Linked DNA regions of Gossypium hirsutum: regions 1 and 2 are each linked to region 3. The links are chromatin contacts, called in public Hi-C maps. All regions are on one chromosome and are shown on one strand. Each heading gives the region's core, a stretch centred on a gene start, on an enhancer-like site or on the middle of the called end of the contact. The rest is flanking DNA. Distances are from core to core; before and after follow the strand shown.

Region 1 (4,666 bases), core at 2,027-4,526, 160 kb after region 3:
ATAATATTTATATTTTGAAAATTAAATATAAAATATTTTAAAAATTAATTTTTAAACTTTTAAAAAGATTTTGAAAATTTAAACAAAAAATTTATTTTAAAACAATTTAGCTTTAATATTATTGATAAAGTGTTTTTTCAATTTCAATTTTTTAAATATATATATTCAACATTTTAGATTTGAAAAATATACTATATTTGCAAAAATATTTTTAAAAAATAACATCCATGTAAATATTTTTAAAAGCTTCAAAATTATTATAAATCAATTTAATATATTTTTAGTATTACATGAACAGTTCAGATTTAAAAATATTTTAATTTATATTTAAAAATATTTGGGATAATTTCGGTTTAAAAAATAAAGTATACTGATTAAATAATTGTTGAGATAATTTAAGTTTTTCTTAAAAGTATATTGTTAGGTCCCAAAATACGAAGAGGGGGTGAATTGGTATTTTAAAATTCTTTGTAAACTTTCATAATGACAAGGATATGAAAGAAAAGCTTCAACAATTCAATTTATAGTGGTTCAGCCCCAATTGTTTACCTCCACCTCAGGGGCAAAGCTAGAAAATTTTTTTTAGGGGGGTGAAATTAAATTGTAATTTTTACTATAGTAAATATGCAATTTTACCATTCTAATAGCTTCTATCTTTATAATTTTTAAAGGATTAAATCAAATTTTTATCATTTTTAGGGGGCCAAAGTGTAATTTTACTTTCATTAATTTATAATTTTAAAAATTTCAAAGAGTCTAAATGAAATTTTTTTCATTTTAAGGGGCTTGAGGCCCTTGCCAACCCCCCCACACCTAGTTTCACCCCTGCTCCACCTCAACCAAGGATTTCTCAGTTCACAATGCTAAGATAGAACTTTTCCCCTAGTTTTTATGGCTAAACTAGAACTCTTCTTAGTTTTTGTGTCTTAACTAAAACCCTCCCAATTTACAATTAATGATATGAAAGAGAGTAAACAAAGAGACCTCTAGAATATGTGTTTTTACAAAAATTAAGCTCTCAAAGAAATGAAACGAAACGAAAGTGATAAAAAATCTAATAATAAACTCCTAGAGAATATTTACAAGAGAATAAAAAAAATATTTGAATACTTTTCTCTTGATCTTGATGTTTGGATATCTCTCTCTTGAGTCTTGAAGTGTCTTTATATCAAGGAATAAGTTTGTGGGCATTTATGATAATTGGGGATGAATTCTAGCAGTTGGAAGCACTAATTGCGGGCTTAAAAAAATCCCTTCATGTCATATCACGAGACCTAGCACGATGTCTTGAGACAAATTTGAAAAATAATCACTATATAGTCGTTGGCAGCAATGTCTCGAGACAAACAGATTTTTTATCTCAAGACATGCAAGCTTTTGTTTCAAGACAACAACCTTTGGAGCAAAATTTTGCTTCAATGTTTTCTTATCTCAAGACTAACATACAAAAATCCCTTAAAAACATTTTAAATACCATAGAACACTTTGGTATTAACCCAAAAATATTTAGATAAATTAAAACATATTTATGAGTATTTTGCAAGTCTTTGAAAATGTTTGATAAAATTTTCAATCATATTTTCACCAAATGATTTTAGACATATAATACATATAAAATTTATATTTAAATCTTGTTATATTAAAAGCTTGGGATATCAAAACTAACATATATTAATAAAAGATAACTGCTAAAATTTTATCAAAATTTTTAAACCGATAAAATTAATATATATCTACATTTTTAAAAATATATTTAATATAATTAAAATTTTTAAAATTAACAGTCTAAACACTAGACGGTATTCCAAAAAAATTTTGAATGGTTTACAAAGATGCGGAAAAATATACTTTATTTTTGTATAATAAAAATATTATTTTTATTTTATAACATTTTAAAAATAATGAAATTACATTTCTTAAAATTATATAGATGTTAACCCTGTTTTTGTTAAATAAAAATATATTTTTTATTTAATAAAATAATATAGACGTTATTTAAAAAATTCTCCTAAAAGAAGTGATTACATTTCTTAAAATTATTATTTATCGATATTAAAATTATATTTTATTCATATCTACTTCTAAAATTATTTGTCTTTAAAAAATTTTGTTTATTTAACTTTTTTTTATTTATAAGTGGTAATAAAAATAATTTAAAATTTTATTTAATTTTAATTTTACTTAAATTATCTTATGTAATTGATATATTATTTAATTTAATTTAATTATTTAAATTTTATTTAATAAATAAAAATAGAAATATAGAATTTAAATAGAAAAAATAAGTATGCGACACTTCCCGCAATATCATGCTTTCGTACCTTATCATATTATATGATATATATGTATTTATGATCTGTAATTAACATTGGGTAAACTACATCCAAAGTTATTAAACTATTAGTAAGTTTATGTTTTGGTCATTCAATTTTAAAAAATTATAAAATAGTCATTGAATTATTTAAAAGTTTTCATTTTAAGCCACTAGATTATTTAAATCGCTATTGTATAGCCTTATTTGTTCGCACCACTTGCACCCCTTTTCTATTCGTACTACTTGCATCAATTGAAAACTCTATTTTCAATTTCTTTTATAATTTACTTTTTTCATAAAACAATTTTCAACGTTATGAATTTTTTAACCAAAATTCAAACAGCTTTCATTTTCAATATCTAATATTGACCGTCAAATCGACTCATATCTAAAATATGTTCTTTTATTCGTCAATGAGTACCAATCCAATTTACTAATCATCAAATCATCACTTGAAGGTTGCTAAAGTTTTTTTTTTTAAAAAGACACCTTACAGCTCAATTATTTAAATAAAAATTTTCAAATATTCAATGACTTAAATAAAAAATTCAGAATAATTTAATGATCATTTTGTAATTTTTTGAAGTTAAGTGACTAAAACGTAAACTTACTAATAATTTGGTAACTTGGATGCAGTTTACCTATTAACATCATAGCTGCATGAGAGTATACATAGAGCAAAACCAAACATCCAGAATAATGCCAAGTTCCATGTTGAGGGCACCGACTCGAGCACACTTATTGGAGTTATTAGTTGGGCAAATATAGAATGCTAATTATTGTGCACTTGATACTTTGTTGAAGTGTTTAGCGATGGCAGGGGACATTAGGGATACTTTCGAAAGAAACTGGGCCGGTGCTCACCTCAAGGGAGTGTTGTTAAAGGGAATAGCGTTAGCGGGTGTGATACGGGATGAAAATGGCACATGGTTGATGGGGTATAGTACAAGTGCATGTTATAATGGGCTGTTAGTTATGAATACTTTCGAAAGAAACTGGGCCGGTGCTCACCTCAAGGGAGTGTTGTTAAAGGGAATAGCGTTAGCGGGTGTGATACGGGATGAAAATGGCACATGGTTGATGGGGTATAGTACAAGTGCATGTTATAATGGGCTGTTAGTTATGAATTATTTGGTGGAGTTATACCTAGAATTTTTTAGTTTTTTTTTTCTACCAGTTAAACTCTGATTTTAGTTTCTCATTTAAACTTTAATTAGTGTAGCTTATTTTAATATTAGTTTCCCACTTAAACTCTAATTAATGTAGGTTTTTTTAATATTATTTGACTTCAAATTTAGCCTATAAATAGGTCATTTTTTTCACCCTAAAAAAATAACTCATTACACATTTAGATATTAGTTTTTACAAGTTTTCAGAGAATTTTGTTTTTATGTTTTGAGGGTTCTTATTTCAGGTTTCAAGGTTTAGTTTTATCTCCATCTTTTTTACTTTTCATTTTTTTTGTTTTAGTGAAATTATCTTTGTCTGTGGCTTTTTATCCTCTTTGGAGAGGGTTTATATATAATGGTTTAATAATATTATATGTTATAATATATTTAAGTTATTATAATAATGTTAAAAAGAAAAAAAAACATTATGGTTTTCTTCTCTATTTTGTTTTTGTTTTCACCGAAACACCATTGTAGAGGGTTTGAAGTTTCGGTCACAAGTACCTCTTGCATGTAAGTCCATTCATCACCCGTTTTTCATGAATTTAGTATTTTTTATATCGTTTTAATTTAGTCTAGTTAATTCTGGGGTTAATTTGTAAAATTGTTAAATATTTTGGAAGATGTCATTGATGAGTTTGATATGTTTTTGAAGTGAAATGGTAGATTATTAAGTTTAATTGTTAAATAGGAATATTTTGTAAAGTAATTTTGTATGACTTAAGTTTAGGGATTTAATTGAAAATAATGAATTTATGACATGATTTTCTCATGAAATTTCAACATGTGTAGGCTGATTTGGAGTAGTTAAAAAATCAGTTCAATGGGTATAAATTTTAATTGTAGAAATAATCTTGTTTTGGTCTTAAGGATAAAATTGAATAATAAAGTGTAAAAGTTTGGGGGAAAAAGTGAAAAAAGCTGTAAAAAGGATGAAATTTGTACTAAATTGAGTATTAAATGAAATTGAAGCTAATAAATTGAAATAAACTATTTTATATACCAAGAACAAGTAGATAATCGAGGAAAAGAGAAAGTTGTTGAATAGTCCCTGAACTTTTGCTATCACTGTAGTTTAGCCCTAGTAAGCTCGTATGGTTTAGTTTTATATAAATTAAAATGTTATATTAATTGTGAGTTAAGATTGTTGGATATTCTGAAATTATTGAATTGAAGTAAATGG
Region 2 (4,622 bases), core at 357-2,856, 160 kb before region 3:
TTTTTTGACATACAGAATGAATTACGACAATTACTACTTCCATCAGTCTTTTTCATTTCTTTCTTTATTTGAGCAAATAGTATTTTCAGTTTTGATTCTTGAACCCATTTTAAGGCATATATTAGCCAATCTGGATTAATAAAAACAATTTAATAATTATTAAATGCGTTCGTAAAGGAGAGGATAATATTACATTATATTATATTGGGTAAATTGGGTAGATTACTCAATTAGTCACTAAATTATAGATAAGTTTTCATTTTAGTCGCTTAACTAAAAAAGTAATGTTTTGATCACTAAATTATTTAAAAATTTTCATTTAAGTCATTAGACTATTAAAATCGATATTATATATATATTTTACTACATACACCTATGTAAAGCTCCCCTTTCATTTCTCTTCTACAGTTTAGTTATTTTTAATAAACAATATTAGATGACACGAATCTGCAAATTAAAGTTCAAATAATTTTTTTTTATTTTTGATATTGACCGTTAAATTGATTTGGATTTAAGATTTATATTCTTTTATTCGTTGATAGTATATTGATTCACCATACTAATAGTTAAATCATCACTTGAAGTTTACTAATGAAATTTTAAAAGGAAAAAACTTAATAATTTAGTGATTTATATAAAACTTTTTAATAGTTTAATGATTTGAATGAATTTTTTTAAATAATTTAGTGATAAATTGTAAGTTTTTTAGTTAGAAGATAGGAGGAAGATGGATGAGGAAAAATTAATAGAAAAGGTAAAGAGTTTACCATGGAGAAAAAGATGAACAAGCAGTAAGTTTTGATCAATGCAAAAACAGCTCTTAGAGGTAAGCGATGATGGCCATTGCTTGACCATTTCATTAGTATTTTTTCTCTTCTCTCCACTGGCAGTTCCGAAAACTTGTGAATGAATGGCCATTTCCAGTCACAGCAATCCCACCCGCAAAGCAACAATGCGCCCAATCTAAACGATATAACTGCCAATACTACTTTCACAAACGAGAGTACCCTGGGTTCAACCACCCTCTTCACCATCATCTCTGCTACCTGTTTATTTTAAAACAATTCCCCATTACCAAGTATATGCACGTACAAAACTGTTCAATTAGCTAATTACAACAAGAGTTGAAGGAATGAAGATTGGGATTTTGATTACCTCATCAGGAAGTGGAGGCTCAGCCCCAGAAGCTTTGTAGAAAGCATCAAGGGAAGAAGCCTGGTGGGCTGAATCAAGTGGGAGAGGAGGGATTAAAGCTTCACAGGTGGCAGCAAGTGATCGGATTTGAGCTGAAGAGAAACCATGGGTGTATGTAGTTTTTCTCCTACCCCCTCTCAGCAAAGGATGAGCATCACCGGTTTCATGGTTTCCGATTTCCATGGTGTTCTTTCTTAGCTAATCTTTTGCTTTGCTTCGCTGCTTTACGCAACCTTGAATGGTTTTTATAAAATAGGCCAGTAATCTACCCGTGCTCGATTCCCTGTTGGGTCATCATCAGAAAGAAGGCCGATTGAAAGAGGTCGTTTGTATTGTCTAAAATAAGAAAGAGGTCGGTTGTCTCACATGCGGTATGGGTGTTATCTAATCCTTCATTGACCTTTTCGTCTCATTTGTGGGGGTGTTTCTTTTCTATAAATAATTTTGTTGGAGGCTCAAATGATGTGATATTTTAAAAATGCAATTAATTTATTATCTAACTCTGGTTAAACAGTTTGGTTATGCTTTAATGATTGGGACCCAAGTGCAGTTTATTTTTATTATATGACACCGACAAGACAACAATCCTATATTTATCAAAAGGTAATAACTGAACTAGCGGCGCTTCTTGCTTATGATAAGCATTTACTAATAAAACCTTTTAAGTTAATAGCAAAATATTTTTATTGCTAGGCTTTCGTCTAATAAAGATTGGGAACAATATATACTCTTTTAGTTTTAAAAAATTATAGAAAATTTACTAACTTTTAAATTTTATTTTTCATACTAATATTTGGTAAAATAAATTACATTAATAATAATTTATAAAAATTTAATAAATTTAAAAACAAATTTATTAAGACCAACCAATTTTTGGTACTCTTTCATGTTTTTTTGGTACTTTCTCATAATTTTTGGTATTTTTTTATTTTTTTATATTTTCTCATTTTTTTAGCACTTCCTCACAGTTTTTTATATTTTCTCATATTTTTTTTTGTACTCCTCCATGGTTTTTAGGTAGAAAACTTGATGAGATCTTGGCAATTGGGAGGAGAGATTTAAGAAAGAAAGCTTAGGCTTTGTTGATAAGGGTAAATATGTAATGCCAAGTCCTACCGTCTTTGTTAAAACCTCTAGTCCAAAGGAAGTTGGTGAAAGCTCTAAGCCAATGCTATTCAAGACATTCAAGAAGATTGTTCATAAGGTGATTTGTCATTATTGAGGTGTTTTTGGTCATGTAAGACCTCATTGTTTTAAGATGTTGCATGATCTAACATGGAGGAATGCAGTGTGTAAGGAAGTGCCCACTCCCCGTGGCATATCAGTTGTGAGGAAGTAAAAATGAGTGTGGATGAAGGAGACTAAAAGTATGTTGGTTGCACATCGTTTTATGAAGTCAATTTTAGATGGAATATGGTACTTCGACAATGGCTATTTTCAGCATATGGCAGGTAACCAATCCTATTTGAATGATTTTGAAGATTCTCCTACTAGAAAGGTGACTTTTGAAGATGGGACGAAAGGTCGGATACTTAGTAAAAGCACTTTAAATGTCTTTGGTATGCCTCGATTAAAGAATATGTTTCTACTCAACTACCTCAAAGCTAATATGGTGAGCATCAGACAACTAAGTGATCAAGGTATACTTGTTAATTTCACTAAACATAAGTTTATTGTTACCACTATATCTAATGAAGTAATCATGGAGGGTGCTTGAACTTTCGACAATTGTTATAAAGTGATGCTATCGATTAATTGCATTACTGCTACTACCTTAAAATTGGAGCTATGGCATGAGAAGCTTGTCCATGACCATTTTGAATAGTTAGATATAAAACAATTTAGGGAATCCCAAAGCTTTCAAGAACTGTTCTTAAGGTGTGTAATAATTGTATGAAAGGTAAAAAACATTAAGAGAAGCATCAAAATATGGTTCATATCCATACCAAAGTTCCAATTGAGCTCTTGAACATTTATTTGTTTGGCTCTATGTAGATAGAAAGCTTAGGAGGGAAGAAATATGTGTTTGTTTGTGTGGACGACTTTTTAAGGTACGTCTAGGTTCAATTTTTTTTAAAGATAAATAAGATGTTTTTGATGAGTTTAAAAGATTGTGTAGGGAGTTGATGAATGAAAAAGGGAGAGCTATTGGTATGAAAAGGAGGATTCGTAGTGACCATGAGTGAGAATTTGAGAACGATGATTTTGCTGAGTTTTGTAATGAGGAGGGAATCAAACATGAGTTTTTTGCACCAAAGACACTCTATAAAAATGGTGTAGTGGATCGTAAGAACAAGCCTGTGCAAGAAATGGCCAGAGTAATGCTCAATAGTAAGGACATTTCACATTGGTTTTGGGCTAAGACAGCTAGCATTGTTACAGACCAAAGACTCATGTGACTCTATATGAGTGGTGGAAGAGGAAGAAGCCTACAGTCAAGTATTTCCATGTTTTTGAGAGTAATTGTTTCATTTTGAGAGGTGGAGAACACCAAGGTAAATTTGATTCTAAATCTAATGAGGAAATCTTCCTTAGCTATGCTAGCAACAATAAAACCTTTAAAGTGTACAATAAACACACTCAAAAGGTAATGAAGTCTTTCAACACGGTGGTTGATGATGTTAGAGTACATGAGATCAACAATGATGATAAGGATTGTAAAACTTTTGGTGATGTGCTTGAGGTAGTCCTCACTCCCCTTGGCACTGTGAAACTTGAAGAAAAGTCAAAAGCAAAAAGTCAAGGAGTTCAAGTTGTTGATTAGTCCAATGCTCATGATGGAATCATTCATGTAACAACCCGATTTAGGGCCTAGTCAGAATAGTGGTCTCGAGACCATAAATTCAGAGTTGAATAAATTATTTTATTATTATTTATAAATTTACAGTTGAATAAATTATTTTATTATTATTTTTGAGTCATTGCATGTTTATATTAGTGTATGAAAAATTTGGTGAGTTAATTTTGATGTTCGTGAGCTCAATTGAGAAAAATGACTAAATCGCATAAAATGCAAAAGTCATAAACTGATAGCTAAAAGTGTCAAATAGCTAGAGAATAAAAACTGAGGGCCTTTAAAGGGCAATTAGACCCTTAGAAATAGGGTGGCCGGTCATAGGGGACAATGAATTGAAAATTTTCAATGTTAGGTAATTGATTTTTAACTTTTTGACTAAAGTAGAAATAAAATAATCAAAGTATGATATCATCTCCTTCACCTCTCCTTCTTCACCGATTTTATAGGGCTTTTGGGAGCTTGAAATTTCAGCAACTTTAAGCCTTCACAAGTAAGTGTTTTTTATGGCTTTTCTTGAATATTTTTGTACTTTTGAGACCCTTGAAGCATGAGCTTTCAAATGAGGGTACTATTTTGCAAAATAGTTAAGAGTGTAGGGTTTTTCCATGAAATGATTTGTAATGTTTTCTGA
Region 3 (4,794 bases), core at 2,055-4,554:
TAGCCTCGAGTAAAAAAATAAAAACATTTATGTAAAAAATTATAACAATTAAGCATTAGTGACATACAATTAACGATTAAAATAAAATAAAACATATATGTAACAAATAAATTGTTGGTCAGAAAAAGTTGTAAAAAATGAAAAAAGAAATGCAGTCAACTGGCTCACTGTAAACTTAACTGTAGACTTTGAATATGCCATAAAACATAAATAAAACTCAAAATCACCAATATCACCCTGAAATGAAATCATTTGCTAGATGAAGGAAGTGGTTTTTGTTAATGCAAAGGGTTATTACATTTAATGTTACATTCACATCCAAATTACTCTCGGATAAAAAAATTCCACAACATTAATTATCAAGCAATTCCAACCAAAGCAGTTCATCCTGCATACCAAAGCCAGAGTTACTACTTTATCTTATGTAAGTGTTATTTCACAATATTAGTCATTTGCAATCAATCTTAAAATTAGAGGTGATCTAAAAGGCATAGAAAATCAAATGTAAAATTTCTTTGTATTAAGTTATTTTGTTCCATATTCCAATAAATACATCCATCCATGACAAAGAAATAGGAAACTGACCTGTAAAGGAAGCATTGCTCTGTCCTGCATTAATTAAAGATATAACCATAAAATTAGCTTAATTCTGCTGGGCAAAATTGCCCAAAATATTGTCCCTGCATATTTTAATCTGGTGCCGCCAATTTGTTAGGCAGTATTAAAATTTTTTTGTTTTAAATTTTTAAGTTGATATCACCTGAAAAAATAAAGACATTTAACTCTACTATAAAAATCAAATTATTCCCATAATTAATGTTTAAGTTAAATATTTTCATAATTTTTTAAAACTTATAAGATTACGTATCTAAAAAATCCTACATACATGTCCCCATGTCAGTAACATGATGCATCATAAATTTCTAATATTATAGTCTATCTGCTTGAAACTTTTTTAAAAGGGTTTAATAATAAACTCTCAAATCAAAAGGTTAATATAATGAATCATCAATGACTGCAGAATCAAAAGGTTAAACTTTTTTCTCATATTTATCAATTTAATTAAACATCATTCAAATATATATAGATGTATTAATTCAGTAGCAATCTCAGTATTGCTAACAAACTACAATCATCTTCTTTCTTAATGGAAGTAAATGGAAACATATGAGCAAAGTTCTACAGAGCTGTGTAATGTCAACGATGCAGAATGTGAAAAAAGTGATTGCTTTTTATCTCTGATTCTCTTAAGTGTTATCATCATAGCTATGCAAATAGCAAAATTATTTTTTATTAGTTTTTGATCGGTTTGAATATTACCGAATTCTTAGATAATGCAAGGACTGGACAGGCCAACCTTAATTGGTTTTAGTAATACATTATATGTGGTTTAGGTAGTAATATTTTCTCTGCATAATCTTTTTACAAGCTGCAATTGTAGCATCAAAGACTGAAGCCAAAAGGAGAAATTGAATGTCACTTACCCCTTGCAGTTCCTTGGTTCAATGTATTTCCTAGATAAGAACGAATAAACACTGCCGTCATCAACAACATTAATGATATACCTCATTACATGCAGAATTTACAGTATTTAAGCTCCTTTTAAATTTAGAAACCTGCAGGTGGTAAAAAAAATGTAAGAACAGAGGATAAACAAGTGATTCAATAAAAGAAAAAGGAGAAACAAGAAGGAGATTAATTATTGAATAATATTGTAAATTTATCAAATCAGATTTACTATGGAGATACTGCCAAACCTGAGTTCGGAACTGAATCTTGAAACAAAACACTCTTAGTTTTGACTCTACTCGTGGCACTTTCATCAGCTCCAAAAAGTATTGAACATGAAAAATCAAAAACTTGTTCAAAAAGATGGATCAAATGAAAGATGTTATTGGAGAAGCATCCAGGAACTAAATGTTTTAGTTAGAGCTTCTTCATAAAAGCGAATGCCAGAAAATTGTTATCTTGTATTTGCTAAAAATGCTAGATGATAAATCATTGTTCTCCAGCACTTCAACTATCTTCTTAATGTTGAATCAACCAAAATCTAGTACAATAATAGAGATACATTATATGCCCATTCTTTCCTTTTCTTTCTCATTTTTGAATTAGAAAGAACCCATACTACCAATAAGAACCAAGGCAGCTCTAACTGAAGCACAAAGCCCACTTTACCAGAACAGAGATATAAAATCAATAGCCTCTTGCAGTTCCAGCCACTGCTGCCTTTTTAAATTATAAATTGCTCCGAAAATATAGTAGGGAAATATAGGACTAGGTATCAAAAGTACAATCTTCATCTTGGTTTAGATGTCCCCATAAAATGCAAAAAGATAAAAATAATTCAATGCTTAGACATCAATTTCCATCTTTAAACTATGATTTGAAAAGAATCCTTCATGCCAAAGGGTTTTAGAAAGTATAAAGTCTTAAAACTGAGAAAATATTTCAAAAATATTGAAAATAAACACTTAATTCAATATATCAAGAAACAGAACAGGAAACTGTTAACAAGCAGTATAAATTCCAACATCAGTACATGAAATTATAGTCTCTTTTCATTAGAAGAAGGAAGAGAGGAAAATGAAAAGATATTAGAAGAACATGAAGACAAAGACAAATAATTTTCAGAAAAATAGTATATTTTCAGAAAACCATAAACAGATCTAAAAACATTCAATCTATAAACACAACCAATCAGATCAAACAAAAATCTCAATACAACAACAATTTTTTTTCTCAATCCCATATTATATAAGCTAACAAACATTACTCTTAACACCATAAATAGATTCAATCAGCAGGTTATTAGTAAATAATGAACACTGTTGATAGCAAAAATAAGGAAGAAAAATACCTGCACTTGTTAACGAAAATAGCAAGGCCACTAATTCCAAATCCATCGCAGCAAACGAGAACAAGTTCTTTAAACCCTAAAAACGTTCTCCTACATGTTCTCCAGAACCTGGTCCGGGTACGTCGACTGGAACTCTGGGTGACCCGAGCCAGATCCCGTGGCGTTACAGTCCCGCGCCTTGTTGGAAACGAACTCAAGATCCGACGGCGGAGATTGCTGCCACTCATCGTCCTCAGACATTTGCTCCGTCCTGTTGTCTCAGCTATGGTGGATGAATTCAATGCAATAAAATGAAAAGGAAAATGAAGTGTGATTGGTGTAGGTGTATTCACTTGGTGTTGTTGGAAATGGGAAATTTGGGGGCAAATTTTTACTTGGGGATTTAGGGCGCGCAACTAAATTTTCTAGAAGAAGAGGGAGTAATGAGCGGGTACCAAAAAATTAGTGGTCTTTTGCGGCGTTTCCATTAAAAACGTCACTATAGCTCAATCTTTTGTGGTGTTTTTCACGCCACTATTGTTTAATTTTATTTTTTTTATTTTTAACATATATTTTTTAGTTTTTCTTTTATTGTTTAATTTTAATTTTTTTCATTTTTAACATATATTTTTTATTTTTTTCTTTCAAATTTTTTGTACTGAGTTTATCTTTTTTTGGAATTTTGAATATTAAACTTTTTAATTGAAATATGGACTAAAATATTAAATATTAAATTTTTAAGTTTTTAATTTTTTTAATTTTTTAATTTTTTAATTTTTTAATTTTAATTTTAATTTTAATTTTTAATTTTTAATTTTTATTTTGATTTAATGTGTAATTGTAGACGTGAAATTCTAATTGTGGTTTAAATGTGTAGTTGAAACTTTAATTTTGATTTATCATACACATTTAAAAAAAATAAATACATCAATATATTTTTATATTGAATAAATATAAATATTTATGTATGCATGCAATATATAAATATAAAATGATGTTATATCAATAATTGTGTAAAAGAAAATAAAAAAAACGTGGAGACACAAATATATATTTTAAAAAGAGAATGAGTTACAATTAAAAAACGTGGAGACACAAATGAGTGTAGAGGATTTTCGTTCGTATAAATAAATATATATTTTAATTAATCAGTATAGATAAATATTAACATAGTAAAAACAAAAAACTATTAATAAAATTTAAAGGTAAACTTATCATTTAAAACGTTTTCCACGAAATATCCCTTTAATCCATTAAACAATATAACACCTTATTAATATATAAAAAATATTTTTTATCAAAATCAAGATATATATTATCGATAACAATAATTAATTATAGGGTTTAGGATTTAATTATTGAATATGATTCACTTGAGATTAACATACTACATACCCATGGCCATTAAACCTTAAACCATAAAACCCTAGACCATAGTCCTTAAACCTTAAATATTAAACCCTAAACCCAAAAATAAATGTAATCAATATTAAGTATTGCTTCCATATTTTATTATGAACATAAGCTTTTACATTAATATCTATGTATATACACATCAACATCCATGTGATGTTTTTTGGGGTTTAGGGTTTTAGAGTTATAGTTTAGTGTTTAGGATTTTTAGGGTTTAGAGTTTTAGTGTTTTAGGGGTTATAGATTAGTGTTTATGATTTTTGTGGGGTTTAGGGGTTATATAACTTTTAGCGGCGTTTTATTGAAAGCGCCGCTAATGTTCTGGTTTTTAGCGGCGTTTTACCGAAAGCGTTGCTATTGCTCTGGTTTTTAGCGGTGTTTTACCGAAAGCACCGCTAATGCTCTAGTTTTTAGCGGCGTTTTACCGAAAGCGCCGCTAATGCTCTGGTTTTTAGTGGCGTTTTACCAAATGCGCCGCTATTGCACTGTTTTTAGCGGTGTTTTTGGTAAAACGCCGCTATTGCTCTGCATTTTACAATTTT

The links. A called contact is a pair of places that touch in the nucleus more often than the background predicts.
Region 1: a contact with region 3 is called in a Hi-C map of leaf, with 1.9 times the contacts expected there. The contact joins the enhancer-like site here to the promoter of LOC107952886 in region 3. A contact is called at or near these places in 4 of 34 Hi-C or Micro-C datasets (hypocotyl and leaf).
Region 2: a Hi-C map of leaf shows a contact between it and region 3, with 1.7 times the contacts expected there. The contact joins the promoter of LOC107952882 here to the promoter of LOC107952886 in region 3. A contact is called at or near these places in 5 of 34 Hi-C or Micro-C datasets (callus, leaf and seedling).

What each region holds. Positions count from the first base shown.
Region 1 is chrA07:40,627,976-40,632,641 of Gossypium_hirsutum_v2.1, reverse strand. No RefSeq gene overlaps it. Among protein-coding and RNA genes, the nearest start is that of LOC107952887, 5.5 kb to the right of the region's middle. Within about 2 kb of position 3,276, at least 3 of the 9 cell types and tissues checked have an H3K27ac peak or open chromatin away from gene starts, as enhancers often do. A contact at or near this core is called in hypocotyl and leaf, where this site is marked.
Region 2 is chrA07:40,941,116-40,945,737 of Gossypium_hirsutum_v2.1, reverse strand. LOC107952882 (long-chain-alcohol oxidase FAO2) reads right to left here and starts at 1,606. Exons shown (of 3, transcript XM_016888082.2): 1 at 1,156-1,606; 2 at 768-1,046. The coding sequence starts at 1,377.
Region 3 is chrA07:40,784,219-40,789,012 of Gossypium_hirsutum_v2.1, reverse strand. It overlaps LOC107952886 (formin-like protein 19), which reads right to left and starts at 3,304. Exons shown (of 2, transcript XR_001698970.2): 1 at 2,861-3,304; 2 at 1-1,616.